Linked DNA regions of Mus musculus: region 2 is linked to region 1. The links are chromatin contacts, called in public HiChIP or PLAC-seq maps. All regions are on one chromosome and are shown on one strand. The core of a region is the stretch at or near the end of the contact, and the rest is flanking DNA. Distances in the headings are between cores, read along the strand shown.

What was found. HiChIP or PLAC-seq counts read pairs in DNA pulled down with a chosen protein or histone mark.
Region 2: a contact with region 1 is called in an H3K4me3 HiChIP or PLAC-seq map of embryonic limb bud, with 4 times the contacts expected there. The contact joins two enhancer-like sites. A contact is called at or near these places in 4 of 15 datasets of contacts at CTCF or cohesin (the NIH/3T3 cell line, large pre-B cells, pro-B cells and 1 more), 31 of 484 Hi-C or Micro-C datasets (B cells, the C2C12 cell line, Sertoli cells and 11 more), 7 of 115 datasets of contacts at active chromatin or transcription factors (T-cell acute lymphoblastic leukemia, craniofacial prominence, differentiating embryonic stem cells and 4 more) and 3 of 9 other capture datasets (embryonic stem cells, embryonic tail and embryonic trunk).

What each region holds. Positions count from the first base shown.
Region 1 is chr8:121,298,171-121,304,181 of GRCm38.p6, reverse strand. No RefSeq gene overlaps it. Among named protein-coding and RNA genes, the nearest start is that of Gm33823, 37 kb to the right of the region's middle. Within about 2 kb of position 2,896, at least 82 of the 459 cell types and tissues checked have an H3K27ac peak or open chromatin away from gene starts, as enhancers often do. A contact at or near this core is called in embryonic limb bud, where this site is marked.
Region 2 is chr8:121,510,722-121,516,732 of GRCm38.p6, reverse strand. No RefSeq gene overlaps it. Among named protein-coding and RNA genes, the nearest start is that of 1700018B08Rik, 31 kb to the left of the region's middle. Within about 2 kb of position 3,127, at least 13 of the 459 cell types and tissues checked have an H3K27ac peak or open chromatin away from gene starts, as enhancers often do. A contact at or near this core is called in embryonic limb bud, where this site is marked.

The sequences.
Region 1 (6,011 bases), core at 1,647-4,146:
ACTCTCCTCAGATAGCTTGAGTCTCAAGTGTCATTTGTGCAGACTGTGATAGAATGTGATGCCATTGGCCACAGGGTGAGCCCAAAAGTGGCTGCTCATCAGAGGCTAAGCCGTCTTTCAGAGCCAGTCAGACAAGAGGTAAAAGCTCCAGGATGTCAGGACATCTGATCAGATATCCACTCCTGTCCAGAGTCTGAGCATCCTTCTGTCTAGGTTGATTCTGAATTGAAGATCGTCTTTATTCTAGGGTCATCTACGCCACCCATGGAGCACCAAGAAGAAGGAGAATTTTCAAAGAACCTATGTCAAACCAAACAGAGCTGTGAGCGTCCGCAAGGAGCTGTCCTAGGCTCTGTGCATTGCGCTGCTGGCTGCAAGTGATGATGACAATTGTGTCCATGGGAGCTCACCCTGATCTATCTTAACCACACATGCTCCTGTTGGCAGTGAGGGTCCCCGTAGAGCAGCCTGGACTTGGTGGCCCCTTTGAGTTGGGACTATGAGCTTCCTTTTTTGTGTGTTTGTGTGTATGACTGTTAAAAGAGATATGAGCGCTCCACACTATTTGCTAGAAGGTAGTGTTTTCACACACACAAGCTCGGGTGGAAACTCTTAGTACCCAGGATCACTTGAGAAGGCTGGAATTCATATGCATAATTCAGGGAATGTTTTGGAGACTAAGTTGATTTCTTGTTCCTTTGGCCCCAGGCGTCCTTTTGTTGGCTTACGGCAATTCTGGAATTTTGTTACACTTATTAATATGTATGACCCGTGCACCTGGCTAACGCCTTTGGAGCTGGCAGCCATGGCTTCACGTGCTCCGCACCTCCTGACAGACACGTGGTGAAGATTTGTTGAAAGACTTAATAAGGAGCGAGTGAGTGACTGGAGGCTCTCTCAGGGAGACCAGCTTCCAAGGACCTGTTTCCTCATCTGGAACATGGGTTTACTGTGACGGCCGGAGGAGAGGGGGCAAGGGGGGGCACTGAAACATCTTCCTAGGAGACTCATAGCGAGAACTCAGTAACGGTTCATACAATGAAGGTGGTGATGACAGTGATGGCGGTCGTGATGTAATGGTGGTGATGTCATGATGGTGATGCTGATGGTGGTAATGTAATGATGGTGATGTTGGTGATGTAATGATGGTGATGATGCTGCTGCTGGTATGATGTAATGAGGGTAATGTAATGATGCTGAAGCTGATGGTGGTGGTGTAATGATGGTGATACTGACTCTGGTGATGGGATGAGGATGATGCTGATGACTATAATGGTGGTGATGTAATGATGGTGATGCTGATGCTGACTGTGGTGATGTAATGATGATGTGATGACGGTGATGCTGATTCTGGTGATGTAATGATGGTGATGTAATGATGCTGATGTTGACTGTGGTGATGAAGACGGTGGTGATAGTGATGGTGACAATGATGGCAATAGCGATGACAAGGGTGATGGCTATTGTGGCTACAGTGACAGTGTTGTGGTGGAGCTTCTGCTGCTGCTGCTGATGTTAGCTGTAGTGGTGAAAGCGATATAGACAGACAACGGGAAAGAAACTGAGGCAAAAGAATTCACTTTGTCCGTTTACTTTGCTTACTGACAAGCCAGAGCTCCAGTTGCAATCTGATTTCCAGCCCTGACTTCAGGGCATTTTTAACTAGAAGCAAAAGACAGATGAGGGAGCCCAGACCCCTGCTGTGGAACTCCGTGTGAACTCACCCTAGTGGGCTGGGGTCAAACTCTGGGCAGTGGATTGGCTCATTAAACAAATGACCTAATTTAGTGCTTAAGACACTTGAAATTTACTGTACTAATTTGTCAAGTCGTCCAGAACAGCCCAGCCACCAATGGAGATCCCAGTTGGTTTTAGTGGAATTATGGGCAAAATTCAGATCGTCGACTTAGGGAAAGGTTAAGTTGAAGCAGAAGTGAGAATCCTGTCTGCAGAGGGCTGGAGAGACTTTTATGGGCTCGGATAAATCTTCCGGCCAAACTTTCATCTTCTCCTTTCCATTTTTAGCACCTCTCAGGGAGAATGGTTTATGGAACTGGAGAACAGGAAGCAGGAAGTAGGAAACAGGAAGTGGGAAGGTTCTATTCTGGATGTGGTCAGGATAAGGTGGTATCCTTGGTGAGGGTCTGCGAGGAGGAGATTGTTCTGGTCAGTGGCCATGAGCAGGGGCTGGGGTTCACCAGAGGACGTTTGTCATTGTAAATGGTCACTCAGCATCAAAGTGTAACCGCAGACGTCGAAAAAAAGGTCACGCAGTGTGCAGTCACCACAGAAGTGCCTTCTCTTCCTCGTATCTGACAGTCTGACCCTCGGCTATGGGGCCTTTTCCTCTCACCGAGGTGATGCCGAGCCTCCTGCTGCAGAGCAATCGGAGAGAAGCCTGTCTGGATGTGTTTATTCCACTTTCCAAGAACCACAGAGGGAGCGATTACCGCAGGCTGCTTTCTCGGGGCTCCCTCAACCCCATCATCTGGACAGCTGTCTGTTTACACAGCAAGGGCTGCACAGTTCCCCCATTTAAAGACCCATCTGGTCCTTCCATCAGCCTAAGCCGTAACCTGGAGGAGTGAACGCAGGCACTGGGGAAGGGCGTGGGGGCGGGGAGGGCATGGGCGGGGACAGAGACTGCGAGGAGGAGCATGTTTATCCCCGCATCTGCATTAATGCTTCCTAGAGTTTATTTTCAAAGTGTAAGATGGAACAATACCTCGCAGGCTGTCAAACCCAAACACGGGCTGGTTTAACTTGGGGCTACGGTCCTTCCAGTATTTTTCTCCTGGTTTGAAGGATCCACTTGAGAGAGGGGGGAGGTAGGGAAGGCAGGGCAGGGAGGGGGCCGGGGAGCTGCTCTGAACCCTCCTTGGGGTCTGGCCTGCCCCTGCGGGCCACTGCTGCTTGTCATATGGAATGGATTAGGCCTCCTCTCTCACACTGTCAACTTGGGTGTTCCGCACGCAGGCAGGCTGTTTTTGCTGGGGTCTCAGTTTTGCATTTTATAACGGCAGGAAGTGCCCCCTCTCCGACCACATGTGAGATCGTGTGGGAACAGCGGAGGGGGCAGGGCTGAGGGGTGAGCTGGGTGTGGGATCTGAACAATCTCCCTCAAGGAGCTGGCCCGTGTGGGTGGAAGCGGGAGGGAGATACGTACTGGCCAATTTAACTTTATGGAGTCTGGTTGGCAGGAGATGGGGGGAGCTTCCTTGATGAAACGGGCCTGTCCCTAATAGAACTGCCCCTCATGTTTTACGGTCCCACGCGGGGCCCGGGGAGGGACCGATGGAGCATGAGGGATCACAGCTGCTGTTTAATTTGTTCTGAATTTCCTGCAGGCCTCACCAGACATGTACAGGAAATGGGCGGTAAATGTTTAATAGGTCATACCTAACCCGGCCATTAACAGGTGCTGCGGCTTAGAAAGCCCCAACCCGTGTGTGCACCGCGCCCCCTCTGCCTGCCCCCTCTTCTGTTTTGTACTGCAGCCCGGTGTGGGGTTGTGGTCCAGCACACCCCCAACCCAGAGACTACCTAGAATAAAGCTTAAGAGGGGCTTAGGACAGCACCACGGGGAGTCTGGGTGTCAATCGTTGCCAGCCTTGGCTGGCTGTATTCCTGTGGTCATCTCACCTCCTTCTGTGGACTGAGTCCCGTATTCAAACAGCACATGGGCTTGGGATCTGCTCCGGGCTGCAAGCTTCACGAGGAGGAATTTCTGTGCCAGTTCACTCTCTCAGCAGGTGACAGGCAAGAAAGGAAACCAGGACCCTCAGGAGAGTCAGGAGGCCACCAAGGCTAAGGGAAAGAAAGGAGCTTGTATGTGCTGAGTCTGGGTGGGTTTGGTGTCCCCAGAGCCCCGAGCTCTCCCTCCTCACACTCTTAACACACTCTGGGCACGACATTAGCTTCGTGCCGTTCCCCAGGGAGGACATCTGGGGAAGCTGGAGCACTACCAGGCCTGGACTGGGTCTTGGGCTCCAGCACAAGTCTGTGAGGGAGCTGGGATCTGAACTTGGGATTCTGAGGACAGAGCCAACCTGTGTCTGACAGGTTTACCCAAGCTGAAAGATAAGGTAACTAAATAGAGACACAGGGAACTTGACCACCCTCCCCCATCAAAAGATGTCACCTGCCACTTCTGCCACAGGCCTGTTAAGATGATGGAATAGCTTCTTCTCAACTTGTGTGTGGAAATTTTTTTCTTATAAAATTACTATTACTGTTCTCTCTCCCTTCCTCCTTCCGTGTGTGTGTGTGTGTGTGTGTGTGTGTGTGTGTGTGTGTGTGTTATAATCAATTGCCACTTCTCCAGAGCTATCCATCTTGTCTTTTGAGACAGGGTCTCCCATTGGACTGGACCTCACCAATTAGGCTCTCCTGCCTACCAGAGAGCTCCAGGAGTCTGCCTGTCTCCCTAGTGCTGGAATTGCAACTGAATGCTGTAATACCCACCTTTTTTTTTAAAACAGAGGTTTTGGGGATCAAACCCAACTAGCTTCTTGCACAAGATCAGAGCTTTACTGACCGTTCACGGCCCCACCTCCTGCACCATCTTGCAGGCTGAGTTTTTAATCACCATGCAGAGGCCACTTTTAGTTGCCACTCGCTTGTGAAAGAACTCCAAAATGAGCCTGGGCTCCAATCCCATGCTCTTTCTAATCCCCAGACATGAGTCTCGGGGAACGGACATTGATGGTCTCCACAGCCAGGGCAGACCACATAGGTTCTCACATGACCTGGCTACACACTTCCATGTCGCCTCTGTGGGTCTCAGACAGTGCCTGTTGTACATTTGACGAGGGAGCGGAAGAGAGGAGTTTGAAGACTCCTGGCACAAGATTGGCGTAGAGATTTACATGCAGAAATCATCCTGGCTCAGGCAGCTCGATGCCAAGAGCTGAGATTTGTTACATGGTTCCACTCACATTTGAATAATTGGAATAATATTAATAACGAATTAAAATTCAGGCTGGAAGTGGGCGTGGTGGAAGAATCTTGCTAACCCAGTACTGAGTGGCTTGGGTTTTCGTCTGTTTTCAAAGATAGCGCATGGGACCGAACTCAGGACCTCATAAGTACTGGGCAGGCACTCTGGCGCCGAGCCACACCACAGCCCACTTTTTGCTTTTTGTTTTGATGCAAAGTCAGACTGAACTTCCCAGGCTGATCTCGGACTCACTCTGCAACCCAGGCAGGTCTTAAAGTTTGCATTCCCCTGCCTCAGCCTCTGGGTACTGGGACAGCAGGCCTGTGCTAGCAGCGGAAAGGGGGATTTTTAATAAGAAAACCAGGACCAACCCAGGCAGGCCATGCAGACAGGCATGGCAGGCAGGAGTGCTCCCATAAGGAACATCCCTTGGGAGCACCCTGCTTGTTGGAGCTCTGATTTTACAGCCCACGGCTTTGCAGAAGCAAACACCCAAGTTCTTCCAGAAGCCGCACCCGGCTGGAGGATGGATGGAGTGTGTCCCGTGATGCTTCCAACTCCCCATCACCCAGCCCTGTCAACCTCATGCCAACAAATAAAATAAAATAAACATCATAACTAACAGCTATCAAGTGCCCCGAAGCTCTCTTCCTTTCTGATGTTACCTGCGTGAATTTTTAAGGCTGATAGAGTTCAAAGGAGGCCTTAAAAGCACCTCGCAAAGTCTAATAATCTATGATGGATGTGCAGGACTCAGCCAGCCAGTAAACCTTCTCTTGCACCGAGCATTTACAGTGACACATCTCAGGCACTCTCATTGCGCCCAGGGGCTTGTGTAAAACACTGCTCACTGGAAACAGCACAGGAAGAGTGTGTGAGACTGTGCAGGCCCCCTGCCCACCGTCGTCCCATCACGCTTTGAAACTGAGCTGCTGAGAGTGGTGGGAAGCCTACTGCTTCCATGAAAATAGGTACGTGGTTATCAAGGTGCACTGAGTTTAAACAAAAAGATGTCGCCTGTCACTTCCACCAGAGGGTGGCTTCTATGTCTTTGGCCGTGGGGACACAGGTA
Region 2 (6,011 bases), core at 1,878-4,377, 210 kb before region 1:
ACCTAGTGTCTCAGGGCTTTTAAAGGAGATGCTGAAGAAATTGTCCTCCGTGGAAGGCAGGCCTCAGATGATGGATCTCACCTTCCTCCTGGGGACTCACCTTTCACGTGTCTTTGCCTTCCTGTGTGGGGGGCAGTGGGAGAGAAACTGGGAAGCTTCAGATCCACAAAATGCAGCCAGGCCAGGGACTGATCCACGTCTATGTGGGCTGAGAAGTTGTTGAGCAGATTAGTGGGCTGTGGGGGAGGAATGGAATAAGGACCATCCCCCATGGTGGCTTCTGACCTCCCCCTGCTACTCTCCATCCTATTGGCTTCCCATTGCCTCCTTGGTCACAGATGCTCCTCTGAGCCAGGACCCATAATCTCAAGCAAAGCAGGAAAATGGATAATTCCATCAGCTGATACGTATTTAAATATTCCATGGGCACTTTGGGGTGCTCCTTGAGGGGGATTTGAGCATAAGATCTAAGACTCTTGCAGTCAGTGTGATGTCAAGGGTGACTAAAGATTGTTTCCTGGCAGTCTCACCAGCTGAGTTGCTCAGGGTCTTGCCAAGGTCAGATCCAGAGGTGAAAATACTCGTATAGGCTAAATGTGCAGTGCAGATATGGGACCATGAGACCACTCTGCAGCGCTGGCTGTATGTGGCCCTTGATTCTTTTTTTTTTTTTAAATAAAAAAAAGGTAAGTTTATTTTTCCTGACTTCTTTTTGCCAGATAAACTCTGCCTCAGTGGCTGGGAGGGGACTGCCCTGTAGAGGGAGACTGGCTGAGGGTTGTTGCACAGATGAAGACTTACAGTTGCAAAGCCAACTGTTGGGTTACTAACTTCCTGAGAGTCCCACAAGGGAAATTGCCCCCTGCATCTTTAGTCCCTGCATCTTTGGTCCCTGTATGTTTGGCTCCTGCATCTTTGGTCCCTGCATGTTTGGCTCCTTCATGTTTTGCCCCTCCATCTTTGGTCCCTGCATCTTTGGCCCCTGTATCTTTGGTCTCTGCATCTTTGGCCCCTGAATCTTTGGTCCCTGCATCTTTGGGGTCTCATGTGAGAAATGAACTAATGAGCCTGGGAAGTCCCCTGTTCATTCTGGCACTGACTAGAAGTCAGGAGCAGGCTAGACCTGCACAGTGGCCTTGTGTGTCCTCTTCAGAGCCCTGCTGAGCAGACATTCAGATTTGGTCAAAGATGTTGGTAGAAGCCTCTTAACCCCCTGCTCAGGGCTCATCACAAATCTACCGGCACCGAAAGTTACCAGATGCCAGTCCTGTGTTAGTGTTGATGGGTCAATGGCAGTTTCCTGTGTGAAAACCAACAGCTTAGTCTCACGGTGTGGCAGTCTGTTTTGAGCATGGTGACTCTCCACACGCAGGGTAAAGACTTATCTACACCCAGTTCCTGCCTCTGGCCTTTGGATATTGTTGCTGACATGACACTCTGAATCGTTCACCCCTCTCTCCTCTTACTTTTTAAACTATTTCCTATCAGCACCCACAATCCTTTGCTTCTAGTTCTGCTCTAGGCATTGTGTGTATGGTGTATGTGTATGTGTGTATGCGGGTATATGTGCATGTACACATGTAGGTAGAGGACAGAGGAGGATGCCACGTGCGTGTCTTTACCTCTCTCAACAACAATTTATTTATCTCTTTATTTTTCACTCACTTATTTTTATTTTGTGTGCATATGTCTGCACATGGTAGAGGCCAGAGAACAATCTGTGGGAGTTGGTTCTTCTACCATTTGGATCCCAAGGGTCAAACTCAAGTTTTGAGGTTTGGAGGCAAGGGCTTTTACTGATGAGCACTCTCTCCTCCTCCTCCTCCTCCTCCTCCTCCTCCTCCTCCTCTTTCTTCTTCTTCCTTTCTTAAAAATACATTTATTTTTATTTCTGTGAAGATCTGTTTTGCCTGAATATATGTCTGTGCACCATGTCTATTCCTGTTGCCCAGAGGCTAGAAGAGGGACTCAGATTCTCTGGAGCTAGAGTTAGAAATGGGTGTAAACTGTCATGTGGGTGCTGGGAATTGAAGCTGGGCCTCAGAAGAGCAGAAGTGCTCTCAACCAATGAGCCATCTCCTCAGCTCCCTTTTGGCATCTTTTAAAGATTGTATCAGATAGCCCAGGCTGGCCCTGGCCAGGGCTCAGGAAGAGTGTTCCTTGTAACTCACCATGGTATGTGCACGCAGTCTCACTAGGACCCTGGGTTGATTCTGCATCTGTCTCCGGTACCAGGCCTCGTACCTGCAGCGAGCTGAAGATGTTCCTCAGTTTCCTGGGAACAGTGAGATGGGCTGAGGTGAAGGAAGCTTGGGTGAGGGATACAAGCTGAGGATGGCTCTGTCCCACAGGGTGGAGCCAATTTCTGTTCGTTTCCCTAACTATAGGGTAAGAGAAGAGTCACACATGTCCAGGGGCCAGGGGGAAGGTCTGAGTATCCACTGGAGGTTGGGGAACGGCTCAGGGTCTGGGCACTTGAGGAGCAAACCCTCTGATTCTATCCCATAGCAAGACCCCTGGATCTCTGCCCCCAAACCTCCCCTCAGTTCCCCTACCTGTTCTACACCCCAAGGGCTACTCTGATGTCCCTTGTGCTCCATGCCCCCCTCATGAGAGTATGCTCCTAGTAGCTGAGTCCTAGCTCGCACACTCCCAGTCTGCCTGCTTCACAGGGAGTTGAGCATACTGACATACAGCTAACATTATACAATGACACAGGGACATTCCAACACCATGTGTAGCCATTTACCCCTCTTCCTGTCACAGAAACATCTCAGTCCTTGGCTATCACTACTCTGCTTTCTCTGGGCTCGTCTGTTCTGAGCGTTGTGTATCATTCAAGACATGACCTTCTGTGTCTGGCTTCTTCCTTCAGGGTCATGCTTCACTCGCATGGCAGTGTGTGCCAGCACTGCCAGCCAAACGCTCTCACCCTCTCCTGTATACTCTGTCCTAGTATACAACTATACTGAATACTGTGTACTCTATACCTAGTATAGAGCTAGGGCAACGCTAGTTAGTAGCTCTGGTCTCCAGGCCAGCAGCAGGGGTTTTCTGTAATCTGGTCACATTAGGCTAGACGTTGCTGTCCTGCACCTGATCGCCAGAAGGTGGCGCTGTCTCCCGCTTTATGGACACAGGTGTAGGACTCAGACTACTGAAAGGTAAAATGAAGTAACGGGGCTTTAGGCCAACGGAAGGAAAAAAATCATAATAAAAAAATAGAAATGGGTTCAGGTCTCTGCCCGGGACGGTGGGACGGTGCACTAAGTTCTGAGGCCCGTTTGTTTTAGAAGAGATTTTTGCTCAGCATTGGTTGGGTACCTGTGGGAAGGCTCAGACCAGCTTGAGTCCCTCACCCGGGCTTCCTGTCCCTCAGAGGTACTGAAGCACATCACTGAGCACAGCGCAGGCACACGGCCTGGCACCCGAGCTTCAGACACGCACCGGTTTCCTACCCCCAAAGGCAGATACAGGCGTCTGGGCAGCGCAGACACAGGTATACATACATGCTCCGTGGCTGGAGGTTTCATGGGGGCTGCAGACAGGTGTGTGAATAGCATCTGCAGCTCTGACACACCTGGGGTACTCAGGCTGGACCTTCCTTGAGGATCTGAGGGGAGGGGGCATCATGGCTGTTTTTCATGGTTCCCTCCAGGTCTGGACAGAGAAGCCCGTTAGAAGATGTCACACAAGGGCAAATAGGAGCCTTTCCTTGTGTCTGGAAAAGGTATGGTAAGCTGAGGGACAGCCCAGGCAAAGGTAGAGAGGAGGAGAGACCCAGCCAGGGGCCAGAGAAGGGCCATTTGGAGGAAGAGAGGCTGTGGACACCTTTGACTTCTGGCTGTGTTTTTCAGAGTGACTTCTCACCAGAGTGGAGGGTACCTGTCCAGCAAGGACTGAGTGCGTAGCTCCAGACACTCTGCATCCAGGGCATCCCTGTGGTTTCCTGTTTAAGAGGTCAGGTCTGGGAGCAGTCATCCTGTTCAGGGGACCCCTGGCTGCTTAGGCCTCCTTGGGGATCACTCCTGACTTGATTTCCCCTACCTCTGCCCAAGGCTAGGTCTGTGGAATCTCCAGGGCTGTATCTGGAGGGCTGGGTGGATCATTCTGGAAGCTGCTGGCTAATCTCTGTAAATTAGTACAGGGGGCTCAGGACCCCTGTAGCTTCTGTCTTCCTTGGCTTCTTCTGGATGGTCAGCTACAGTGGTGACTACTGTCCTGGGAGGCGGGGGACGGGGGTGGGCTTTGGATCTAGCTCTGAACTCACATCCACACATCCACGTGTACACAGACCGGCACACACACATGTGCACATATATGCACACACATGCAGATATGTATGTCTGGGTCTTCAGACTGCTATTTGGCTTTCTATTGGGAGGTTGATGTCAGCTGTAGCTAGGGTGGATTTACCAGGGACAGTACCAGACTGTAGGGGCAGCACGGGGTGTGGGGTAGGAGGCAGCGGGGCAGGAGTGTCTCCAGGTGAGGCACAGGCAAACTGTCCCTGAGCAGGACCCCAGCTCTGGCAGTCAGGAGGAGGTGGAACCTGGAAGAGCTTGCAGGTTTAGTCAACACCCGGAAGTCGTTAAAGTGAAAGGGACCCGGCAGCCCTTCCCTGAGCAGCCCTGCTAAGCACCTCACAGTGTGGCTTTTGTTCAGGGGTCTAGAGTGTAAAATCAGAGTGGCAGGCCCACGCTGCTCACATAGACCATTTCCTGGCTTGCCTCAGCTATGGCCACTCAAGTGACAGTCTGTAATCCCAAATGTCCCCTCCCCTGGCTGCACCTCAAGTTCACAGCAAGAGGCCCCCATCCCCAGCCAATCTCCCTCACTTCTTCAGAGGCTGTGAAAGGCTATTTGTGTAACACACTCCTGTGTATCTGTGATCCGCAGGGCCTTCCTGCGCGCACACGTGAGGGAGCTTTGTTCGACAGGATGCCTTCTTGGTTTTTGGTGTGGTACAAATATCTTTTCTCTCGTTCCTCGAGTGCCCCCATTTCTGTTACTGCTGCGGGAGCTACAGTCTCCATGTTTGTTCTGTCTTTGTTTGTGTGGTGGAACTGATTCCACCGCTGATGGCAGCTGCCTTTTCCCTATTATTGAAGGTTTTGTTTTAAAAAAATATTTATTTACTTATTTATTCGCATTTTGACAGGATCTTGTCAAGCATCCCAGGTAGGTTGTATGAGTGCTAGGACTCTGGACACCTAGTGAATGGATTTAATTTTTTTTTTAACTTTTAAGTTAGCACGTAGGATTATCAAGGTGGCTCAGTTAAGTAAAGGCATTTGCTGACAGGTCTGCCAACCTGAGCTCCATCCCTGGGACCCCAGCCACAAGGTGGAAGGAGAGGGCTGACCCCCTGGAGTTGTCCTCTGGATTTCCACACACGGGCTGTGTGTGTTTCTGTCCTCAATAGGTACAGACAAAATATTGGATTTTATATGGCATTTTCAAACAAATGATGTCTTTGTTGATCCTTCTTCTCGACTCGAGTAATTTTGTATGTGTGGTACATGTATGTGTTTGTGTGTGTGTGGTATATGTATGTGTTTGTGTGTGTGGTGAATGCATGTGTTTGTGTATATGGCAAGCATGTATGTAGATGTGTATTGTACATGGAAGCCATGGATCGATATCCATTGTCTCCTTCAGTTATTCTCCACCTTATATATTAAAAAAAATTACTACCTTTATATATATATATATACGAATACATATCTATGTATATATCTATATCTGTATCTGTATCTATCTATCTATCTATCTATCTATCTATCTGTCTCTCTCTCTATCTATCTATCTATCATGTGTAGAGGTCAAAGGACTTGGGAATTGGGTCTTTCCTGTTGTGGAATCCCGGGATTGAAACTCAGGTCTCTAGGGTTTGTGGCAAGCCCCTTTAGCATGCTGGTCCCACCTTATTTTGTGAGACAAGGTTTCCCTGAACCTGGAGCTCTCTGATTTGGCAAGACTGTCTGGCTAGTGAGTTTCAGGGACCCGCC